3 separate regions of the Mus musculus genome follow, and regions 1 and 3 are each linked to region 2. The links are chromatin contacts, called in public promoter capture Hi-C maps. All regions are on one chromosome and are shown on one strand. The core of a region is the stretch at or near the end of the contact, and the rest is flanking DNA. Distances in the headings are between cores, read along the strand shown.

Region 1 (3,126 bases), core at 152-2,651, 2.0 Mb before region 2:
ATTGCTAGCTTCCAGGACAAGCTGAGCGAGCCTGGGCAATCGGGTTTGGCGAATGATTATCTGTGGGACAGAGGGACTGCTATGAAAACTAAGATGGCATAGCTTAGAAGAGTGCCTCAAACAGAGGAAGTGTCCTGTCAAAATAGTAACAAAAATAACCCCTATTTTTACTCCAAAACTCAAAAGCTGTAGAGGGAAAAGTAACTACTACTATAGGCTAAACTTTTAAAACACATTTCACCAACCCGGGTGATGGTAGAGGGAGGCTGAAGCAGGATGACAGTTTGAGGCCAGTCTAAGCCATAGAACAAGTTCAAGGCCAACATAGGAGATACATACTTTTTTTTTTAAAGCACCAAATACCTACTTATTTCACATTCCATAGTTAAACACAACTCTGCAAATTATCTGGAACAAGGCCTGGCACTTGAGACTTATCTGCCAGCTATTATTGTTGTTATTAAAGCTTTTCTGTTTTATTTTTCTTTTAAAGCGGTGGGGACAGGATCCAGGGTCTCGTACGTACTAGATAAGCTTCTACCAATATGTTACCGGGGAAATTTAATCCCTGTAATAAATGACTTACAACAGCTGCCCGGAAGACTTTGCCAAATGTCTGCGTTTGTGGGTAAAATGGCTCCACGAAATGCTTTTAAGATATGAAGCTAGGAAGTTGCCGGGGGACGGGGTGTGTGTGTGTGTTGACAGGGGATGGTGATGGTGTGTGTGTGTGTGTGTGTGTGTGTGTGTGAATTATTCACGATCGGGCCGCTTCCTGCGGTGTGCGCACCCGCACAACTCTGCGGTCAAGAGATGACTTTCACAGGAAAACACCAGGAGCCGATCGAGGTCACTATAACGCCCCGGAAAAGCCCAAACCTCAAAAGTGGCCCTGGACGAACCCGGGTGACCAACGGCCTGGAAACTCGGTGAGGGCACCGGGGGACCGAACAGCCGGGGAGACGACATGTAAGGGGCGAAGGCCAGCCAGGGTTGGGCCAGGGCGGCCCTGCCACCGCCGCCTACCTCCGCTGGGGCCGAGGCCCGCGCTCAGCCGAGCCTTCCACTGCCAGGCGGCTCGCCCGGCAGGCCCGGCCCGGTCCGGCTTCACAAACAGCCCGCCGCGTCGCCAAGGCGGCCGCCGCCCCGCCCTCCTGGCCTGCCCGGCCCTCACCTACCTTGACTGCCGCCGCCGATCACGCTGGAGTCCCGGCGCCGCGGCGAGCAGGGCCGAGGCGGCGGTCGCGGCCGCTGGGAGATTCCGGTGCGTCGAGCGCCTCCGGGAACTTCGTGATCAGCAGAACTCGGGAGCCGTGTGTCTCTGAGTCCGACACTGAGGACAAGAAGAGACATCCGCTCAGCCCGAAGCTGCTACAGAACGGTGAAGAGAGCGCCCGGGGCCGCCATCTTGTAACTCGAATGGACGCCTCCGAACCAATCGGAGGGAAAAGAGAGGGGGAGGGGGAAGAGGCAAGCGACGCCCGCATCCAGCTACTGCGCATGCGCGTCGGAGCCTCCGCCGCCGGCCCCTTCTCCTGAGGGCCACTTGGGTCGCGCGGCGCATGCGCAAGCCCGCCCTAGAAACAGTCGCCGGGAGGACCATTGGAGCTCGCGCGTGCGCACAGGGAGCGCGGGCAGCGGGCCGGGAGCCAAAGCCACTGTCAAACGCGGGTTAAGCACGTTGGTCACGTGTCGGCCGCCGTCCCAGTTTGAGGAGGTTCGCGCGCCAATCGCTGCCGAGACACTAGCGGGAGGCGTTGTGGTCAGTGACTTTGGAGGCCTCCGATGGTGTGGTGGGTGGCTGAGGAGACTGGCCGTGGATCTGGGGGGAGCACGAGGCGGGTGCAACGTGATTCTCACGTGGACGGGCCTTGGGGAGGGTGGATCTCAGTCTGCGGAGACTTGGAAGCTTGTGGTAGCTCTTCCCGACATGGGGCTGGAGAGCCCTGCGGGACGGACTCTAAAGGTCACCTGCCCCAATTGCTGCTTTATGATAGATGTCCACAGATTTCCTCGTTGGGAGCTGTAAATTTGCCCCAAGCTGCAGGACCAGCTAGGGCCCACAGGAGATGAAGTCCCCGGAGGGATTCAGCTGCGGGACGAACCGTATGCGTCCTGGACCAGGACTCGTGTTTTGTGTGCTTTTAGCTGACTACAGCACTCTAAAGCGGTTCAGTTGTTTAAGAAGGGATTCCGGTTGGTCTAATTCTTCTGCTTGAGTTTTAACGAGAATGTGAACCAGAATGTCAGACCCATCCTTAACCATCCGGAAACGGGTCTCAGAGAAACTAGCATTTCTAGAGCAATAGTTCCAAACTTTTGAGAGAGGACAAAGGGGGTTCCAAGGGAGAAGTCAAGTCCCTTATTTTCAGGGTGTTTCATCCATCGATCTGCAAGAACTGCAAAAGGAGACTAGCTGGCACGGTGGTAGAGTACTTGGCTAGCACGAGGAAAGCCCTAAATTCAGTTCCCCCAGATCCAGCAGAGTGAAAGAGAAAAAGCCAGATCGCATTTAATGCACACATTTGTTCTTGATTCAACTGACTGCCAATGAAGTGTCTTCTGAAAATTTGTGTTAAATACATGCAAGGTATTTTTCTTGTCATTCTCTACACATTTCAGCTATGTCGTTAACGTCATATTTAGTGCTATAAGTACTCCAGAGATAATTTAAGTATCTGAAGTCAGTCAGGTCATGGGCATTTTCAACTAAAGTCACAGTTACTGGAAGGCTGAGGCAAGAGGATCAGCCCAGGCCAGCCAGAGTAACAAGAAGATCCTCATTAATACAGACCAGACCCACAATCACAGCTATTCAGACAGTTGAGGCAGGAGAATCAAAACTTTAAGGCCTATTCTGGGCCACAGATAAAATTCAAATCTATGTTGAGCGTGCCTGAGCAACTTAGACCCTCTCCCAAAAATAAATAAAAATACAAAACTGGCTGGTCATAGTGGTGCTCATTTTAATCCCAGTACTTGATTAAATCCCAGTACAGAGGCAGATCTCTGAATTCCAGGCTAGCTTGATCTTCATAGTTCCAAGATGGCCAGCCTCACATATTGAGACCCTGTCTCAAAAGCAAACAAAAACACAACTACCAAAAAGCAACCAAATGAAGAACC
Region 2 (3,411 bases), core at 653-3,152:
GTAGGTTGGCTTCTTTGCTTTTAGAACGGAGGAAACTGAGTGTCAGAGACTGTTGTTCATCCAGGAACACCCAGTAGGCACCATGGGCAGAGAGTGCATCCGCACACACCAGGCCATGTTACCCACCTGGGCCCGGCGGACGTTAAGAAAGCGGGAGCCACCCTGGTGGCAGCTCAAGTAACTATACAAATTGCCACGGGCTTCAAGGGCTGCCAAAGGCGCGACTTCGGATTTGGAGGCTCTGGGAGAACTCCAGAAATCCCAGTAGAAGGTTCTGTGCCACTAACTCCCCAGAAAGTTGCTCTGGGGCACCCCACAAGGTAGCCTTAAGCGGAGGGCTGGAGGTAGCACTGGGCGCGTGGTCCCGGACCGCAGAGTAGGGGGTCTCCTTGCTGCGCCTCTCGACGCTGCCACACGCGGGTGGGCAGCGCGCCACCCCGCCCCCGGCCCCGCCCCCTGCGCCCGCCCCGCCCCGCCGCGCGCCCTCCCGCCCGCCCGCGCGCCGGGGCCCGGAGCCGCCTCATTGGCTGCGCGCCGTCACCTGACGCTCTGTTATTTCCTGTGTGTTGGGAGAATGGAGAGAAAAAACCCGGAGCCGAGCCGCCTTCGGCCCCTGCGAGGCGGCCACGGCCTCAGCCGGGGGAGCCCTCCCTGAGGCGCGCCGGAGCGGGGAGTGAGCCAGCGAGCGCGCGGGCCGGAGCGAGCCTCTAGGGGCCGCGGCCCCGGCCCGCCCCGCCGTCGGCCTGGGCGTCCGCGCTGGAGGCGGTGGAGGCACCCCCACCCCCACCCCGCGCCGCGCCGCCGCCCCCTCCCCTCCCAGCGCCGGCGGAGGCCGAGGGACGGGCCGGGGGGCTCCTGCAGGTAACCGCCGCCCGGCCTGAGGAGAAAGGGCAGCCCGAGGGGCCGGGACCGGGCCGCGCCGCTCAGGCTGGCTGCTGGGAGCACAGGTCGTGGCCCGGCCCGCCCTGCAAGTGCTGAGCCTCGGGAGTCGCGGAGCGGGCTGAGGGGACCGGCGTGGGCTGCCGAGGGGTCAACGGCCAGGACCGGCGTCAGGGCAGAGCGGCCGGAGGCTCTGGGGCTGCGGGCGGAGATACCTGGTCGTTGCGGCCTGAGGTGCTGAGGGGTCCACGTTCTTGGCAGCCCCGCGGGGACCGGCGTTGCTGGCCTCTTGGCCGGGGGCTGGGGGCGAGGCACCCGTGAAGGGCCGGGCTTGGAGCGGGCCGGGGAGGGGCCGGCTGGGGCTGGCGGAGCAGCCGCGCGAACACCTGAGGCCATGTGGATGCGGCTGCCTGTCGCCTGCCGGCGGCCCAGAGCAGGTACCCGGCGGCGGGGCGCGAGCTAGGGGCGCAGGATGCACTTCCTGTGTGGGGCGCTCTCCCCTCCCCCGCCGCGGTGAGCAGGGCAGGGCGCAGGGTCCCGCGGAGTCCACGAAGGAGCTCTTTCTCGCGGGTAGGGGATGGGAAGGCGAGGCTCTGAGTCTCTCTTCCTCATTCTCACGGAAAAGTGGTGGCTTATAGAAGAGTTTGCTATCCGGCCTGCGGCGGGAGGTGGGATGTCTTGAGTGCGCCGGGATGGGAGTGGAATTTAGTGTGTGTGTGTGTGTGTGTGTTGGGGGGGGGCAGTGGAGCTGCGGATTCCTCCACGGTTTGTGGGTGCGGACACCAGTTTTGCTTGCCTGCCTGTATTCAACTCCTTTGGGGACGAATCAGAATTAGGGGTTTCTACCCGAGCTCTGCGTTCTCCCTCCAGAGATTAGATGACTCTGGTAAATGCTATAAAAATGGATGGAATTTTTGAGCTATTATCTAACAGGCTGATCTTTGAATGATAATTGGACCCTTATGTTAACAGCCTTAGTGAAGAGTTTTATAAAAGATTTTACATGGGGTGGCATTGGCAGCTGGGGAAACGGCACTAAATTCTGATCTAGGAGGCCTGGAATGCACTTCCAGCTTGGCCACCAAATAAACTGTAGCCCTGGGCAAGTTACCTACCCTCTCATGCCTCAATTACACTTCTGTTAAAGACTCCCTTGCAGGCCAGACATTTCGAAGGTTTATTTGAGTTTGGTTTGGTGGTTCTTCCACTCCGGTTTTGTGCTCGCTCTCATTTTGATCATAGGAACTTTACTGAGAGATGTAAGATGCGCCTCACTGGCTTGAGAAGTAACTTGGTCAGGGTAGTTTGTGCTCAATTCCCAGTGCTTTTCTGTGCTTCTGAAGAGAAAACGCACACTATTAATAGCAGTCTAGCTTATGTTGAATGCACATTATTATGCTTTTTTTTTTTCCTTTGTGATAAGAGTTTTCCGAAAAAGCACTGGCTAATTGGGAAATATGGATGCGATGATTGGGTCTGTTTTTGTTGGAAGCCCTTTCCACGTGGGGAAGGGATGCTATTTCAAGATCTTTTAGGTGACTCTTACTTGGCTAACTTCAAATTCCAATTTCAGTCTTGGAGTAGGGATAAAGTAGAATTAGCTATGCGATGTAGTAGGCTTGCAGAATTAATATCCACCTCAGGATGCAGTAAATGGTTTGCATCCCCGGTTTATTCCTAGTGGTAGCAGGGTACTTCCCTGGCAGATGCTGAAGAACCCGTTAGTTTTACTGATTTTCTGGTGTGTGAGGGCCCTGGGCCATATGCTTTTGAATGGTAAGTACTCTTAGACCAACTTGGATTTTGCTCTTGTTTGTGGAAGACTTTGTTTTGTTTTGTTTTTGTTTGTTTTTTTGTTTTTGCTCAATTCCCCATAAAATATAGCTCACTATGGTTTTTTTAGATCATTTTTTAAAAAATTTTGGTCTGTATAGCCTTAATGGTCTTTAAACGTGGATGGCAAAATGGGCTCATAATGTTTATCTTGTGTATGTGTTAAAAGAAGGTTTTCTTTTATATTAGTTAAAATCATGCCTGTCACATAAGGAGACACTTAAGATTATACATATGAGTTATTTGGAATTTTTTATTAGGACTTGAATTATGACCTCATGTTTACTGTATGATTTGAAAAAGTGCCAGTTACTTGAATTAGAAGCACCTCTCACACTCAAGTATGTATTATGCTTGTTTTATGGCTTATGAAAAAATTACTATAAAGCTTTACTGTGGTAGTTTGTGAGTGTGTATGTATGTACGTATGTATATGAGAGATCTTACATAGGTAAGATAGTAGGAGAATTGCCTTTATTAAGTTTTAACTTAGAGAGGAAAGGAAGCTAACATTTACGTTAAAAACAAAAACAATGTATGGACTTAGGCCAAAGAATTCTAAACTGTCCTAAAATGTCTACCCAGTGGACCTAAGAGTTCATTATTCCTTCTCCACAGAATACATAAGCTAGTGAGAGGTGGAGCTTGAATATAACTCTTCTCTCCTAGGTCCCAAAACTTGTTACCAGGTTCCTTTTA
Region 3 (3,221 bases), core at 474-2,973, 2.1 Mb before region 2:
AGGTGAGTACCACCTATAAGCAAACAGATAAAAATCTCACCTAAAAAAAGTTCCCGTGTCAGTGCCCCAAGCTCGAAGCCTGGGCTTTCAGCTCAGTCAAGCTCTAGAGAGCTACTGAACCACACGGCCTGGGTCCAAGTCATTCCTACCTTTTGTGGTCTTTTGGCCTACAAAAAAAAGTCGCTCCACCACAGCTAAAGTGACCACTGGAAAAAATATGTAAGCCAGGACTAGGGACATGGCTCAGTCACCAGTCAGTCTGACCTGTGAACATAAGGCCTGGGTGTGATCCTCAGAACTCCTCAACCTTTAAGAGTCTGCTTCCCTGTTACCTCTTGCATCCCCTTCCCTCACCCCAGCTACTCTCTAGAACCCCCAAGCCCCAGCTGCCTTGAAGGCACTCTTAAGTACCACCAACTTGGCTAATCCCCACCTCCCAACCCTTACCAGCTGGAGCTGTGTCATCTGCCTCCAGCACCCAGCACTGGGCCGCAGAGGGTATCCACTCCCTCTTTAAAAATGCCTGGCCCTTGCCTTTCACAATCATCAGGCCATGTTCTTTCTTGGGGCTTTACCTCAGGGTACCAGACTGCCGGTGTAGCAAGCAAGTCAAGGACTGTTTATCAATGACAATAGCCCGAGGAAAGGATAATCCTTGTTCTAGAGATTTCCAGGACTGAAAATGATAAGATGTGTACCATTTGGCCCCAAACCTCCACCTCAGGGAAGACAGCCACCCTTAAATCAGGATCCCAGAAAGATGGACCTTTAGTTTACCTTCGTCCCATCAATTAGACCACTGTAATCAAGCTTTACTTTCCTGGACTGGTTTTGGTGGGCTGTGTGTGGTAACAGAAACTACCACACATTGAGGGCACAATCTAAAAGAGCTTTGACTGCCCAACTCCCGTTACTCCCAGCGCTGCCATTCTCCACAATGAGTCGGTCCCACACCAGCCTCCACTGCACGGTGAAAACAAACGCACATGCGAAGCCCCACATCCCACCTCCTCTTTGGTTATGCGTGGTCCTCTGTTGACCTATCAGATGGTGCTACTTTTATCCCTATTTACAATTCACAAACCTCAAGAACACTCTAGTAGAAGCTGAAAAGCTCTGTGGACCTCAAGATAGAGAGCAGGAGGCAGGAGATCCTAGGAAGGAAGGTCTCTAGGGATAGGTGGGTCTGAAGGCCTCTCCACCCAAGAAAGGATGGGAGTCTATGGGCCTGGAGACCCGAAGCTTTGGAGTTGGACCAGAGGGGATCTGTTGGACTTCTGGAGAAGATATAACGGTCTCGGGCCCTGAAGCCGCCGAGGTCTGTGTGCTGAGTCTGAGGGAAATCTGGAGGATGGTGAGGTTTTCTAGGTGTGGAAGGTAATCAGGTCCACAGGTGGCCGCGGACCCAGGCAGCCCAGGGGATGTCGGAGGCAGGGTCCCCAGCGCATCAGAGGGCACTAGGGTCCTGGGCACCCTAGGCGGGTTTTGAGGGCTGGGGAGACGCGAGGCGCTGGCACCCAGCCCCGACCCGCCGCCTCACCTGCCGTGCCACGGAGACACCAGTGTCGCTCGCGCTCTCGCCGCCTCCCACCCGGGTCGCGCCCCTTCGGCTGGGTGGAGCCGCCGGGCGCTGCGCCGGATGGCGCTGCGCGTGCACCACGCCGAGCCTGCCCAGCCGAATCCGCAGCGCTCTCTCAAGGCCTTCCCCCCGCGCGCGCGCACTGCCCGCGCGAACGTTCCGCCCTGAAATCAACGGCCCCGCGGCAACGGGAAGCCCCGCCCGAAGGGGCGTGGCCACGACGCGTCCCGCCCCCAAGAGAAGCTACGATTGGACCCACGGACTGTGCTGTCGTGTCCACGATGAGCCTGGTCTTAAGAGACTGAATGTCTCGCGGCCAGTCTTCCCAGCGCTGTTTTGTCTTCAGTTTCCCCATCTGCACGCCTGGACAGCCCCGCGGAAACGCAGAAGGCGTTGAGCTCGGCCGGAACCACCCTTGGGCAACCACTTCCAGCCGGGCTCACTCCATCTACCTCAAGCCACAGGCTGTACAGCCTGTGCCCTTCCCCAGCCTAGCATGCTTCACGTCCTCCCCGCAGTGACCGACTCCCTTACCACGTGTCAGAGTAGGCGTCTGGCCCTTCCGATGTGCCTCTTGGACACGTCTAGCTTGGGCTTAGATCCAGGGACTAATGAGCATATGTACCCAGGTTCAGCACCTGTTAATCGGGTGAACTCAGTGCCCACCCCGAACGTTCGAGAGTACACGTGGGTGGGCTCTGCGCTGGAGCACTCAGCATGAGGACCTTTAAAAGTCAATGACACCTCTCCTTTCTCTAAATAAGGCTGGGATGGATCAAAGCCTATTTCCTCTTCCTCATCTTCCCAGGTCGGCCTGCCCAGGCAAGTTATTTGGACTTCCTCTACCTCTGGCTCCTTTTTTTCTACATGGGTTTGCTGTAAGCATCCCTTCAGCCCCATAAGAAAAATGCATGTGTAATAAAACCTGGGTTTTTGTTCTTTTCTTTTTGAGACAGGGTTTTATGTGGCTTTGGCTGTCCTAGAACTAGCGCTGTAGAACAGGCTGGCCTCAAGCTCACAGAGTTCCACCTACTCTGTGGGTGTAAGGTATACAAAATCACTACCTGGCCAGCTTGAAATTTGTGGCACCAGAGCCCAGAACAGTGGTTTGAACACCTGAGTCTGGGTACCTACTAAGTAGCTGGCCTTTGAGAAAATGTTTTTTTCAGTCCTCAGGACATCTCCCATGAGGATGGCACCCCATTTACTGCAATTAACAGCAGGAGAGGAGGAAGCCCAGAGAAGTTGTATTGGCAATACCAACCATGCATTGGCTTCAAAGGTCTGGGCTTCCCACTACTAGACTGAACAATTTACATGTGATGCAATTTAGTTCACAAGCTCCTGCTTCCATAAAGGGTCCTAAGACTTGAACCTGTGACACTGGAGAAGTTCCCGGGTTACAGGAAGGAAGTTGTTCAAGGAGACTGTAGGCTAGGAGCTGAGGAGTTAGAACCCACAGCACACCACCCACACACTGGATGCCCTCCAAGATCCAGTGTGGCAGAGCCTCAGTAATCCCAACTCTCCATCTAAGGTCAACACAGATCGGAAGTCTCTGCCCATTCAGCCAAGCAGCTTTACAAGGGCAAACCCACAGAAGGGACAAAAGGGACACCTTAGAAACAATGCCCTCCTCTGT

Evidence for each region. Promoter capture Hi-C pulls out the DNA fragments that hold promoters and counts their contacts.
Region 1: a contact with region 2 is called in a promoter capture Hi-C map of pre-B cells, with 4 times the contacts expected there. The contact joins the promoter of Nup50 here to the promoter of Tbrg3 in region 2. A contact is called at or near these places in 4 of 39 promoter capture datasets (erythroid cells, hippocampal neurons, liver and 1 more) and 1 of 9 other capture datasets (liver).
Region 3: a contact with region 2 is called in a promoter capture Hi-C map of pre-B cells, with 4 times the contacts expected there. The contact joins the promoter of Fam118a here to the promoter of Tbrg3 in region 2. A contact is called at or near these places in 2 of 39 promoter capture datasets (the C10 cell line and pre-B cells) and 1 of 115 datasets of contacts at active chromatin or transcription factors (thymic regulatory T cells).

The regions. Positions count from the first base shown.
Region 1 is chr15:84,921,703-84,924,828 of GRCm38.p6, reverse strand. Nup50 (nucleoporin 50) reads right to left here and starts at 1,401. Exons shown (of 8, transcript NM_016714.2): 1 at 1,179-1,401.
Region 2 is chr15:82,896,952-82,900,362 of GRCm38.p6, reverse strand. Tbrg3 (transforming growth factor beta regulated gene 3) reads left to right here and starts at 1,902. Exons shown (of 1, transcript NR_027799.1): 1 at 1,902-3,411. The region is part of intron 1 of Tcf20 (transcription factor 20); the gene reads left to right. Gm20324 (predicted gene, 20324) reads right to left here and starts at 1,283. Exons shown (of 4, transcript NR_045068.1): 1 at 1,095-1,283.
Region 3 is chr15:85,035,564-85,038,784 of GRCm38.p6, reverse strand. It overlaps Fam118a (family with sequence similarity 118, member A), which reads right to left and starts at 1,723. Exons shown (of 9, transcript NM_133750.4): 1 at 1,541-1,723.